Linked DNA regions of Mus musculus: region 1 is linked to region 2. The links are chromatin contacts, called in public Micro-C maps. All regions are on one chromosome and are shown on one strand. Each heading gives the region's core, a stretch centred on a gene start, on an enhancer-like site or on the middle of the called end of the contact. The rest is flanking DNA. Distances are from core to core; before and after follow the strand shown.

Region 1 (6,141 bases), core at 2,787-5,286, 59 kb before region 2:
GCAAACCCTGTGCTAGCCATGCAGGTGCCTTCCCATTTTAGCCTACTTCTTACCACAGCTACTCTGTCTGACTAAACAAACCCACCGTTGTCACTACAGTCTTCTAACCATTCTTCAAACACTCCAAGCCATTACCTGGTTCTGCTCCTGATGCAAGGGTCTTTACAGACCTGAGACAGATAAATGTAGCTCAGATGTCATTGCTGAATGTAGCTAGTCTACTTACCCTCAGCTAATTGTTGCTCTCTTCTTTCTGTAAAATGCTCACATCTGTGTCGCTACATTTACCATACATTTATCTGTCATTTACGTATTTTCTACATCTGGGGAGACTCTTGGAAAGTAGGGGTCATGACTCACATCTTAGAAGGAACTTCACATATTATCAAGTATGTTAGGGTCAAAGAATTGATTGCTGGATAAACAGATCAATGTTCAACTTTTGTATGACTTTTTGACAAATTGTTTGGGGGATCACACAAGTTTATGTGGGTATACACGTCCATGAGGAATTTTGCATGTGTCCCTTGATCTCAATCCACATTAGTTTTTGAGACAGGGCCTCTCAGTAAACCTGGAGCTCATGAATTCAGCTAAGCCATCTGGCCAATGAGAACTAGAAATCTACCTGTCCCTAGCGTTACAGATCTGCACTACCACATCTGCCTTTTCCTTGAGTGCTGGGGATCCAAGCCGATGTCCTCATGTTTAAACAGCAGGCACTTTGCAGATGGAGCCATCTCCCCAGCCCCCAAATGGTTGGTTTTTAATGCTTCCATTCCAAACACCAAACAGGTCTTACAGAACAGAAATATTACATGTTTCTAATTGCATTTGCCAAAAAATGGCCATCCTACTTTCTGTGGATCAGAGGAAGGAATATTTTTCAATTTTAAGACATGGTTAAACTAACTTTATTCAGGGTTGGGGAGGCAGCTCTGTGGCAGAGTATTTACCTAGCATATATGAGGCAATGGTCTCAATTCTCCGCACTACATAAATAACTAAATTAATTAATGAACTAATTTTTTAAACTAAATCAAGTAACTTGATTTAAATTAATTTTATGACTAGTTGATAGGTTTGAAGGCATTGTATTTGATTTGTCTCACTTTAAAATCCTATAACATATCTGGTTATGTACTTGGTAAAAGTACAGTATGATATTATACAAAGCACAGTACGCTAGCATACTGGGTATTAGATAATAAAGTTGACAACAACTACTCAAATGGATACATAAACCTATGGAAACTGCTAGATCCAAAGCTGTAAGCCCAGCTCTGCCCTTGATGCACCGCCAGCTTGCACACCATGCCCTGGTACTCAGATTCCTGCCTAAGCCTGTTGTTTGCTGTGGCCAAAGCAAAAAAAAAGATTCCTCATAATCACTAATTCTCAATAAATCCTTTGACCTTTGTGGAAATGTTAGTGTTTGATATTAGAGGAGACTAAAATTCAGCAGCTAAGTGACTCACCAAAATCATAATTACACAAATCCCAGATTAAAACTCTGAAATCCCTAGCTCTTACAGCCATTATATCTGACCATTTAGCCATTTGCATGTAAATCAGCAATATCTCCAACTTAAAAAAAAAAACAAGTAATTTGAGTAGCAGAAAGGCTGTCTGAGCTGCTGTCAGGACATGGAATAACCAAGTCAAGTACTCATTCTAAGAGCATCACAACGAACAAAAGCTGGGGAGACAGCTCAGACAGGAAGAACGGGCTTCTCTAGTAACCAGTAAGAAGCTGGGCCAAGGGGTGGCACGGCAATTCCAGCACCGGAAGGAAGGGCAGAGCCAGGTGGCTCCCTAGAGCTCACTAGCCAGCCAGCTAAGCTTAATCAGGGAGCCCAGGTCCAAGTGACAGACTCTCTTTAAAATAAGTTGGACAGTTCCTGAAAATATCTGAGGTCAAGTTTGACCCCTGGCCTCCAAATCTGTGTGCATGCCAAACCCACGTAAAAACAGAGCCGGAGTGATACATAGTGAAGCTAAAAGTCTGCTTTTCCTTGCCCCTATTCATTCGCCAACAACAAAAAATATATAAATTAACATCTCAATTTTTGAAGGAATTCCTGCTACACAAATTACATTGTGCACATAAATTATGTCTAGCTGTTGAAAAGGTTTTTATACTATTCCTCAGATCTTTGAATTTAAGGTATCAAGATAGAAAAATAAAAGCCTGGCACTGTGGTGTGTGCTGACTCTTGGGAGGCAGAAGCAGGTATGTCTGTGAGTTCATGGCCAGCCTGGTCTACATAATGTGAATTCCAGAACAGCCAGAGCTATGGAGAAAAACCATTTAAAAAAAAACTGTAAAATAAGTAAAGCTCTATTCTGGCTTAGGATTAAATTACTCATAGTATGCCTTTCACTGATACCGACTACAATGTGACTATTGCATATACAAAAGGAATAAAAAGGAATTCCTCAGAAGGAATAAAAGAAGTTGGGTGGCTCTCCTTTTAGTTATATTCTGTATTTATACTGCCTTTTATTTAACTCATTAGTCTCGCCTTTAAAAAAAATCCATTTCTTTGTGGACAGCTATGAAATATGAAATGGGCTAAGACCTTCTTAGGGTTCCTGGCTGCCACAGAAGTCAGCAAACCTCAAGCAAGCCAGCAATAGTAACATCCTTAAAAAGGAGAGACACACTTCATATGCAGAGCATGCCCCTCGCCAAGCGCAATCTATTCCTGAAAGTTGTGTAAATGCTTTTTGTTCCATCAGATTATATGTTGAGTATATTGTGAAGAATAACACAGAAGCCCTGAAACGCCAACAAATCAACAAGGGTTACCCGGGCACATTTGGGGGTTTTGGTTGTTTTGCCTTTTTTGAAGGAAGGGGGGACAGAAGCCTTCCCAGAAGACACTGGGCTGCCAGCTAAGCTTAATCAGGGAGCCCAGGTCCAAGTGAGAGACTCTCTTTAAAACAAGTTGGACAGTTCCTGAAAATATCTGAGGTCAAGACTATGAGTGTCATAACTGTATCCCGGCATGTCATCAAATGCACCTAACTTGACAGGAACAGTTCCCATTGTCCTTTACAGGCCTGAAGCTGGGGCTTAACAGTGTGCAGGACCTGACCCAAATCCAAGAGACAATCCTGGACCTGAATACTGCACAATTATCCTCCTCTCCGCTTTGCTGGGCATTGGAGAGGTGGTCGCTGTGTAATGAGGTTCACTGGCATTTTGATTGCCTTTTCTATCTTACTTTCATGTATCTTTAAATAGGAAATGCAAATCATAAAAATACCAGCATACTGATGGGGGGGGGGGTACTCAGGAGGCAGAGGCAGGTGGATCTCTGTGAATTCCACTCTGTCTCGAAGATGAAACAAAGGTCAGCGGTCCTATTTATTTGCTCTCTGGATCACTACACTCTATGTCCCCACAAAGGGCAAGGACTCCAGGCTGGGTCCCCAAAGGGCAGGGACTCCAGTCTGGGTCCTTGCAAGTTCACTGTTCATCAGGACTTTCTCGGAGTCGGCCTGCAGTCTGATTCTCCTCCTCTGACTGATCTGACAGCACCTAAGAACTGCAGCGGTCCGGTTCCTGGCGGTCACTTCCTCCGCCCGAGTGGGCACCGGGAGCGGCGCCTGTGTGGCCCACCCAGGCCCGGGCCGCTCTCCTACCTGCTCCAGGACACAGACCTCTTCTCACAACCGCAAGCCCCCTACCTCGGGGTTCTGGGTCCCGCCATGCCGCCTGCCCAAACTTTCCTGAGAACTTTTCCCTGGCCGTCGCTCGGCTGCTGACCCCGCCGGCGCGCGCGCCACACAGGCCGCAAGCGCGGGTCCCGGGCCTGCGGGCGACGCCCCTCCCCGGGCCAACCCGCACGCGCGGGGGCTCCATCCCGCGCAAAATTCCACTCAGAACCTGGGAGTAGGAGGCGGGTGGGGATTGTCGATGGGAGAAACAAGAGAGAGAGAACCTGGCGCCCCAACAAGCAAGCCGTCCACTCGGCCGCCGACGCCCAGCCGCCACAGCCAAACGGTTTCAAATCCTTGCGGGCCGTCCAGCAAACCGGGGGCGGGACTAGCAAACTCGCCTGTCCCGCCCCCTCGAGCTGCGGCTGGCATTCAACTCTGTTGCCATGGCGACGCTCCGGGTTAGGTCTGTCACTGCTCCTCAAGTCCGAGGGGGCGGGAATTTCCGCCCTTCGGGCAGTTCGCATGCTAAGGGCGGAGACTTCCCTCCTCACTGTTTCCCCACCCTCCGAGAAATGGCGCCAGCAAGCAGCTCCGTTGCTATGGTAACTGTCTAGTCTACTGCGCAGGCGCCGAGCTCGTGGTTTTAGCCCATCTCCCCAGAACGGTTAGTTTCCAGGCTTAATCTTCTGTGATCCCTGGACTATACAGTGGATGCTGCATCTTCCTGACTTCTTACTCAGTCGCTTGTGAGCACTTTAAAGATTGAGGAGAAAGAACAAGAAAAACTCAAAAGTGATGGAACTACTGGACAGTAATTGGCAGAAAAGCCTGTCGTTTGAACAGACATCACCGTTGAGTAAGTCCGAAGCATGAAAATTTACCCTTGTTAGTTCACACTCCAGAGGTGAATTATTCAAAACAACGAGCAGGATATTTACATTTGTTATTTAGAACCATCATAAGTCTGAAAACACTAACCCTGCAAGATCCTGAACTGAAATTTAAAAGCTTTCTGTTTAACACTCTGTACAGAATAGTACCATCAAGTAGGGGAGAAAATGTATTTTTGCGCTTCCCAGGAAGTCTGGTGGACCTCGGGCGGTCAACTTTGCTGTGTACTGGTGTTCTTTGATCTTTTACGTTTCTGGAAGCTCTGAACTGGATAATTTAAAATACCAACAGAAACAAAATTTAAATTGTAAAAAACACTCCCTTCAATGAAATGCAGTGTGCCGCTGCTTTTCACCTAAGTTCACAATAGAATCCCTCTGCAGAGTCTTTGCGATGCACTCAGTGTGGTGCCAAACCTCAATTGAAGCACAGCTTGAAGCATCTTTTCAAGTTTACATAAGGAAAGTAGAGGAGTCGCTTGTTTGCAATTAGCTGTTTTCAGCTTCCAGAAGAAGACTACGTTCTTTCAAGGTGCACTTTGGAATCCACCTCCCTGGAAGAGACAGCAATTGTTCATTATTTCAGAGGCAATTTGTACTACAGAAGAAAGAATGCTTTCAAGAATATTTGGTTTCCAAAAGCATTATTTGAGCACACTCGCAGCTGAGCGATTGTCCCACAATCCAGATCGTTGGTACTAAGAATCAGATTGTAAAACCCACGTATGCAGAAATGAGACGAGTCAGAGACCACTTGGAAGAGGTGCACTTACTGATCAAAGGATACAGACTTCCAAGTAGAAGAAAGAAATTCAAGAGGACTAAAGTCACCATTCAACGTGGTGACTATGGGCCATAACTATATTGTACATTTTGAAGGATGACTTTAAATCTATATTTATGGACAGAAAACTTAGCAGTGTACAATTAACCTAGTTCAGTGGCAAGTTCTTTTCCAGCTTGAAAATGGGAACCATAGGTCACCCAGTGGTGGCAGATCTCCTTGTACCTGGCTTTGTCATTGGTCCTGATAGCTTCTACCAGCTTATCTTTTGTCTCACGAGTTAATCTGGGTGCAGGCCACAGTGGTGCGTGCCTTGCTGTGGGCCAGCCACCCCAGCTTGGCCTTCTCTTTGATGCTGCTGCACGGAATCCCCACCTTGTGACACAGGGCAGGCAGGACAACCAACAGCTCAGTAGCATCTACATTGTGTGCAATCACCAAGAGTGGAGCTTTCTTATTCTCTACCTTTTTGGCTCCTGCTAGAAGAGCAGGTGGTCTCCTCTGCCAACAGCTTTCTTCGCAGCACTGGCCGCTGGCAGCCTTCGCTGCTTCTTCTGCTTCATCTCTGCCCTACACGTGTGGGTAGCCTTAAGAAGCTGGGTAGCTGTTCGGCAGCCCAGGGCCTCAGAGAACTGGTTAATGGCATGAGGTACTTTGGGTTGCTTATAGAGGATCGTTTTTTTTTTTGCTGTTGCAGCTGGGTGGATCAGGCCACCCATTTGGGCTGGGGCTGAGCTTCTTCGGTCTTTTCTCAGGGAATTCGCCACTTTCCTTTCCCTCCTACTTCACAGTGATGGG
Region 2 (5,922 bases), core at 3,194-5,693:
ACAAGATCAGTGTACCTTGTGCCTGCTTCCCACTGCTTCTCCCTTGCTCTCCATCCACTCCCATCCATGACCACACCCTGCCAGCAAAGTGCTGGAGTGATGGAAACCAGGGAGTCCCAGAGGGAAGAGTGGGATGGGTGCATGCCCAGCTCCAGGGTGAGGTCAATACTCAGCTAGGGCCCATTACTTCTGCAAACTTGAAAATGACTTGTATCGCTACTTTCCCAGGCTGACAACGTTTCCTGATGTTAATGGGTCTGAGTGCTCACCACTGCAATGTTTTTCTCCAATGCTCCAATCAGGATCAGAACTGCTTACCACTGATCTCTGCTTCTCAGGTACCCTGAACAAAGACGACATGGCACTTATCTCTCTGGCTGAGAATAAACATTCAGCTGCAGAATCAAAGAGCTCTAGTATTGGTCGAGGGTCCTAGGGGTCAGCTTATCTCAGGGCTCCTAAACACAGAGAGCCATAGAACCATCCCTAGGTCTCCGAGGGCTCTCCTAAGATACGTCTTTTCAGGCTTCTCTGGGTTCAGTGAGTTGGACTCTGCTGGGGGAGATCTTTTAATAAACTTTCTATCAAAATTAGCTTTGGCACCTTGTTGTTTAGCTGTACCTGGGTACCTCCAGTAACACAGAGAGAGCTCACTCCCTAGCCAGGAAGCTAGTTGGATTGTTGGCAAGATTTTTTTTCCAGTCCTGTGAGCCTCAGTGAGGGTGACCCCTGCCTCTTGGAAATGCACAGTGATATTCTGATTCCCACGCTCTATGATGGTTGTGATGCAGGACTTAAATGCTTCCAAAGGCTTGCTCTTCTACTGTTGGGAGGTGGTAGTACCCATAATAGGCTGGGTTTAATGAGAGGAAACTAGACCACTGGGCTCATGCTCTTGAAGAGATATGGAAATCTCAGCCCAGTCCTCTCTCACTCTACTTCCTAGACGCCATGTTGAGAACAGCTTTTGCTCTACCACGAGCTCCAAGCCATGATATTCAGCCTCAGTCCCAAAGCCAACAAAATGAGCCGAACATAGACTGAAATCTCTGAAACCATGAACCAAAATATTGAGGTTCTTCAGAAATACAACAAAGTAGGAACAGAGAGGGTAACAGCGAGAGGAGAGAGGAGCTGTCTTTGTTCAGGACCACGTACTATAGCTTTGATGTATAGAGTTCACTTACGGAAGTTGCTTCTGCATTGAAAATGCTGTTGTATCTGATTTGATAATGCCATGCCTGGCTACACTGATGGCCAGAAATTGAAAGGGTACCTCATATAAATGGAAGCATAAAGTTCTTTTGCAACAGGGTTATGTCATTATAACTATCTATCTATAGTATATATTATATACTATATATAAGTATATAGTATATATATACTGAATATCTTTACAGTTCACCTATGTTTGTAGTATGCATTGGCACTCCATTCTGTTTCATGGCTGATATTCCTTCTGTATAGATATACCACAGTTTATTTATTCATCCATCCGTTGAAAGACATTTGAGCTGTTTTCATCATTTGGCTCTTTATGGTGTGCACTGCTATAAATAGTCATATATAAGCTTTTTTGTAGCCATATATTTTCATTTTCCTGGGAACTTTCCTAACTGTCTGTTTTTAAAGGACACCATGATAGTCATTATGTACCAATCCTACATGGTTGCCCAACAAGCCGAAAGCCCAACACCAGCTGTAAGCAGCTCTGAGACTTGGCCTTGATTTGTGTTCAAATCGTTGCCTGTCTTAGTTTCCTCACTGTTATTTCAAGGAACCAGTTCCAAGCTGAACTCCCAGTATGCATCCCTCTGGTTCTTTGTTCAGGCCACCCAAAATAAGATAACGATTAGAATACGAAAACCTGTGTGTTCTAGCATCGTTCTGTTGCTGTGATAAAACTCTGGCCAAAAGCAACCTAGAGGAGGAGAGGGTTTGTTTCAGCTCACAGGGAGGTGATGGCAGGAACTTAAGCAGGAACTTGCAGCTGAGATCATGAGGGGTAACTGTGGGGAGAGAGTGTCGCCTGGACACAGCAGGGTGACCGCATATATGAATGCATGGTGGTTAGGATAGGATGCATGAGGCCTGTGTAAGCCACAGCCAGACCAAATCCCAGCTTGGAGAGCAGAGCCAGGCACCCCTAGCCCTGGAGTGACTGACAGCTGTAAACTGCTATGGAAGCAAGGGTCCATTTTCTCTAAGAGTGTAGCCCCTAACCCCCTGTAAGTCAACTGTACTCTAGTGAAGGACAACAAATCAAAGAACATTTTGGACAGCATGAATTGATCTTGAGGGTTTTTGTTTTATTTTTGTTTTGTTTGACACAAAGTTGGGTGGGTTTTAAAGTGGGGTGAATCTGGGAAGTACTGGGGGGGGGTAGTGAATATGATAAAAAAAAATGTACGAAACTCTCAAAGTACTAATAAAAAGGAAAGAAGCCATGGAGAAATGCTGCCTGCTGGCTCACTTGCAGACCCATCCTTGGCTAGTTTTCTTATACAGCCTAGAACCACCTATGCAGGGGATGGTGCCACCCACAGTGGTCTGGGCACTCCTATGATTAACAATCAAAATAATCCCCCTCAGATATTCCCCCTGGCCAGTCTGATATGGCCAACCCCTGGATCTCGAAGTCTTAGCTTACTCTGGGTTGTGTCAACTTGACAGTTAAAACTAGAGGGCCGTGAGTTTCCAAGTCTGTTCACCTGTTCTCAGGCATCACGGAGGAAAAGCGTGGTCTCTTCAGTTTTTGTAAAGGCAGATGGGGTCAATGGCATTAGTGGAGGAGAGAAGCAGTTTGTTGATGGTGTGGGATGCTATCAGGAACCCTTCTAGCCTATTTTTTCCCACCACAGCCACGGAGAAGTGGCTGCTGTCAAAGAGGATGGTGACTTGCTTGGGGTTGTCCAGTAAGCAAAGGACAGACAGGCTGATCTGAAGCCAAGTTTGTGGGTTCCAGCAGCTCTACTCTTTAACTTCCTCCTCCTGCCAGCCTGCCCTACAGTGCTCCTCTCTGCAAGAAAGCAATTCCCTAATGGCACAGTGTAAGAATGTCTTCTTGGCTCTCCATCCTACCACAAAGGAAGCCAATGCTGTTTCATTTTGGTTTTTTTTTTTTTTTCACTCCTGCAAATTTCCCATTCCTGGCAAATGGCTAGATGGCTTTTCTTGTTTTCCCTGGATAGAAAGCAATTTCCAATTGCTTTTCAGCAATCGTCGATTGAACACGCACCTCTGTTTCTTGTTCTCTCCCACACGGACAGGCTGCCTCTAACACAGCCCTATAGGACAAGGAGTGTCTCTGTTGAAGAGTAAGGCACCGTTTCCTGGTTGAAATTCAGCATACATGCCTCAGTGGTAAATGCTCTAACACGAAACATCAGGCGTGTCTACCTGCTGCTGTGCACTGCTCCTGGGGTGTTGGCCATAAAACTGAAAAACTTTCAAACTGCTGTGAATCAATTGCTTCACTCAAGACCCATGACATGTATGTTAACCAAAACAAACAAACAAACAAACAAACAAACAGAAAACAGAAAAATAGTCTGTACTAGCAATGGAGAAAATGAAGACACCAAGATTTGGTGGGAAGAATAACTGAATGGAGTGGAAAACCCAAGTTTGAGTCCAGGCTCTGTCTTTTTCTCTAGCCCTTTGAATCTGACTAAAGTAATTGATTTCTCTGAAGCACAGAATGAGGTTTTGGTGAAGATTGAACCAGACTATATTTACGAATGCTTTCTATAAATATTATGGGGCTAATGAGGTGGCTCAGCGGGTAAAGGTGCTTGCTATAAAAGTCTGGGAACCTGAGGTAAGTTCTGGAACTCAAATGAAGGTGGAAGGAGGGAGCCGACTCTACACAGTTGTGCTCTGGCCTCTGAATAAGTGTCCTGGCACATCCCCCCTGCCTCCCTCCACCACTAAATTTTAGGAAAGGTTAGGTTTGTCATTACTGTTTCTACAAAAAGGCTATAATATATGTTTCTATTTTCTGGCAGAGTAGGCTGATATCTGGAAGACAGGAAAACTTAATAGTATCTTTGCAAAAAGAAACAAACAAACCAGAAATCAAAGCATTGGCTTACAGACTCTATCACCTGAATAAAAAGACTATAGGAGCTCACTAAAACCACATATAAATCCCAGACAGCCTGGATGCTTTAAAGGGCTACATCTCCAATGCTGGCTCCACAGTGAAAAGTGGCAGATCCAGCTAGTGACTTAGTCAAAGTACAAATTCTCAAGTCCCACCTGGACCCATAGAATCTGGAACTCAGAAGGTTGCACACTGTAACCTATATTTAAGAGGTGCTAAGGTGAGATTTTGGTGGCTGAGGTATGACGGCTGCTTTAATACGAAGCCTCGGGGATAGAGGTGTCATTTAGCTGGTAATGTGTTTGCTTAGCACACGTGAAGTTTGAACTCTAGCACCTTGCAGCTGGGTCATGGTAGCACGTGCCTGGAGTGCCAGAACTCAGTGGGTAGAGGCGGGAGGGCTGGAAGTTCAAGGTCACCCTTGGCTACAAAGAGAATTCAAGTCCATCATCGAATATAAGAGACCCTGTTTTTTAAAAAAGAAAGAAAGAAAAGAAAATATGCAACCTCAGTTGGTCTTAGCACAAAGGAGGTAGGTTTTACTGCTCCCGAATTATTGTCCAGAAAACAGAGGAGGCTCAGAAGAGAAGTAGACATTATTCAAAGTCTCAGGAATTTGCTTGACTGCTACAAGCCTCCTTACCCCTCTGCCCACTGCCTTCTAGAAGGATTACGTGTCTAAAACAGTCCTTCCAGCAGCTGACTCAGTAAGCTGGCACACACTTCCAGCCTAGCCAGTTGAATGACCACAAGGTATCAGGAAGATGTGTCACTAAGCAAACAATCCCCGCAGAGAGATACACTGTGCCACAATGAGTCTCTGAAGCCCAAAGTTCCAGCTCTGGGGTGGGGCGAGGCAGGAGCGTTGGGGGGATGGGGGGATGGGGGGAGGGGGGGAGAGGGGGAGGGTGTGTGCCACAGGCGTTCCCCAGCAACCTCCAAGGGCATATCTTTTCCTACTTGGCTCTTCACTATGTTAAACAAACAACTACGTGGCCCTGACCTTGCAGAAGCCCCACCCGCACCCCCCAGAGTCTGATCTCAACCCTGCCTGAGAATCCAGGCTTACTGCTTTTCCAGGGATCTCCACTGAGCATGTGGGCCTCTCAGCTCTCCCCTGAATCTTGCCCATGTGGAAACCTGTGCATTCTCACCCTGCTTCAGCTAAGAGGAGCCCCAGAAATCTGGCTCCTCCTAAGACAGGTCAGACTCTCCTCTGCCCATCCTCTGCAGCTTCAGAGTCTCTGGATATGTCATCCAGTGTGCCAGAAAAGGCGATTAGGAGCCGTTCTCAATGTTTTATGCAGAAACCCTCATCTCCCCAAATGCATTTTCCATTTCACTTCTAGGGAATCCCCAAACCTACAGTGACAACAATCTATTCGACACTTCCACTATACCCATGTTGTGGAAGTGAGAGAGCTCCCCGTCATTCGGGAGAATGTCCTCACTGATCGCAAGTCTCCAAAGGCCTGGCTGGGTGAGGGAAAGGAACTTTTAGAAATCGGGGCTCTGTTCAAGCCACCAAAGAGCCTGACTGGTAGGTGTCTAGGCTACTCTCTTTTCTTCTGCTTCGAGCTCACTTCTAAGCTGACAAAGCAGTTGGAAGTACCGTGTTTCAGCCTGGATGAGATACCTCTCCAAAGAAAACAGGAAGAAGGGACAGATGACACTGGGTAGCAGTTACTAGCACTGGTATTTTAGAAAGCTACTGGAATAGTGAGTTGTGAGGTGAGAGATGGGGACATCACACAGACGATTAGAAGCTCAAGTGATCTGTGGATTACAGTGAGCAGTGATCTTTGGGAGGATGCGGT

Evidence for each region. A called contact is a pair of places that touch in the nucleus more often than the background predicts.
Region 1: a contact with region 2 is called in a Micro-C map of muscle stem cells, with 5 times the contacts expected there. The contact joins the promoter of Cep112 here to the enhancer-like site in region 2. A contact is called at or near these places in 2 of 15 datasets of contacts at CTCF or cohesin (the NIH/3T3 cell line and large pre-B cells), 8 of 484 Hi-C or Micro-C datasets (the G1E-ER4 cell line, embryonic fibroblasts, embryonic stem cells and 3 more), 1 of 115 datasets of contacts at active chromatin or transcription factors (pancreatic cancer cells) and 1 of 9 other capture datasets (adipose tissue).

What each region holds. Positions count from the first base shown.
Region 1 is chr11:108,423,161-108,429,301 of GRCm38.p6, reverse strand. Cep112 (centrosomal protein 112) reads right to left here and starts at 4,036. Exons shown (of 27, transcript NM_001373899.1): 1 at 3,951-4,036.
Region 2 is chr11:108,364,327-108,370,248 of GRCm38.p6, reverse strand. Gm36709 (a long non-coding RNA gene) reads left to right here. Exons shown (of 4, transcript XR_880267.2): 3 at 229-338; 4 at 3,270-3,419. Among named protein-coding and RNA genes, the nearest start is that of Gm36709, 14 kb to the left of the region's middle. Within about 2 kb of position 4,443, at least 67 of the 459 cell types and tissues checked have an H3K27ac peak or open chromatin away from gene starts, as enhancers often do. A contact at or near this core is called in the NIH/3T3 cell line, embryonic fibroblasts, granulosa cells and 3 more, where this site is marked.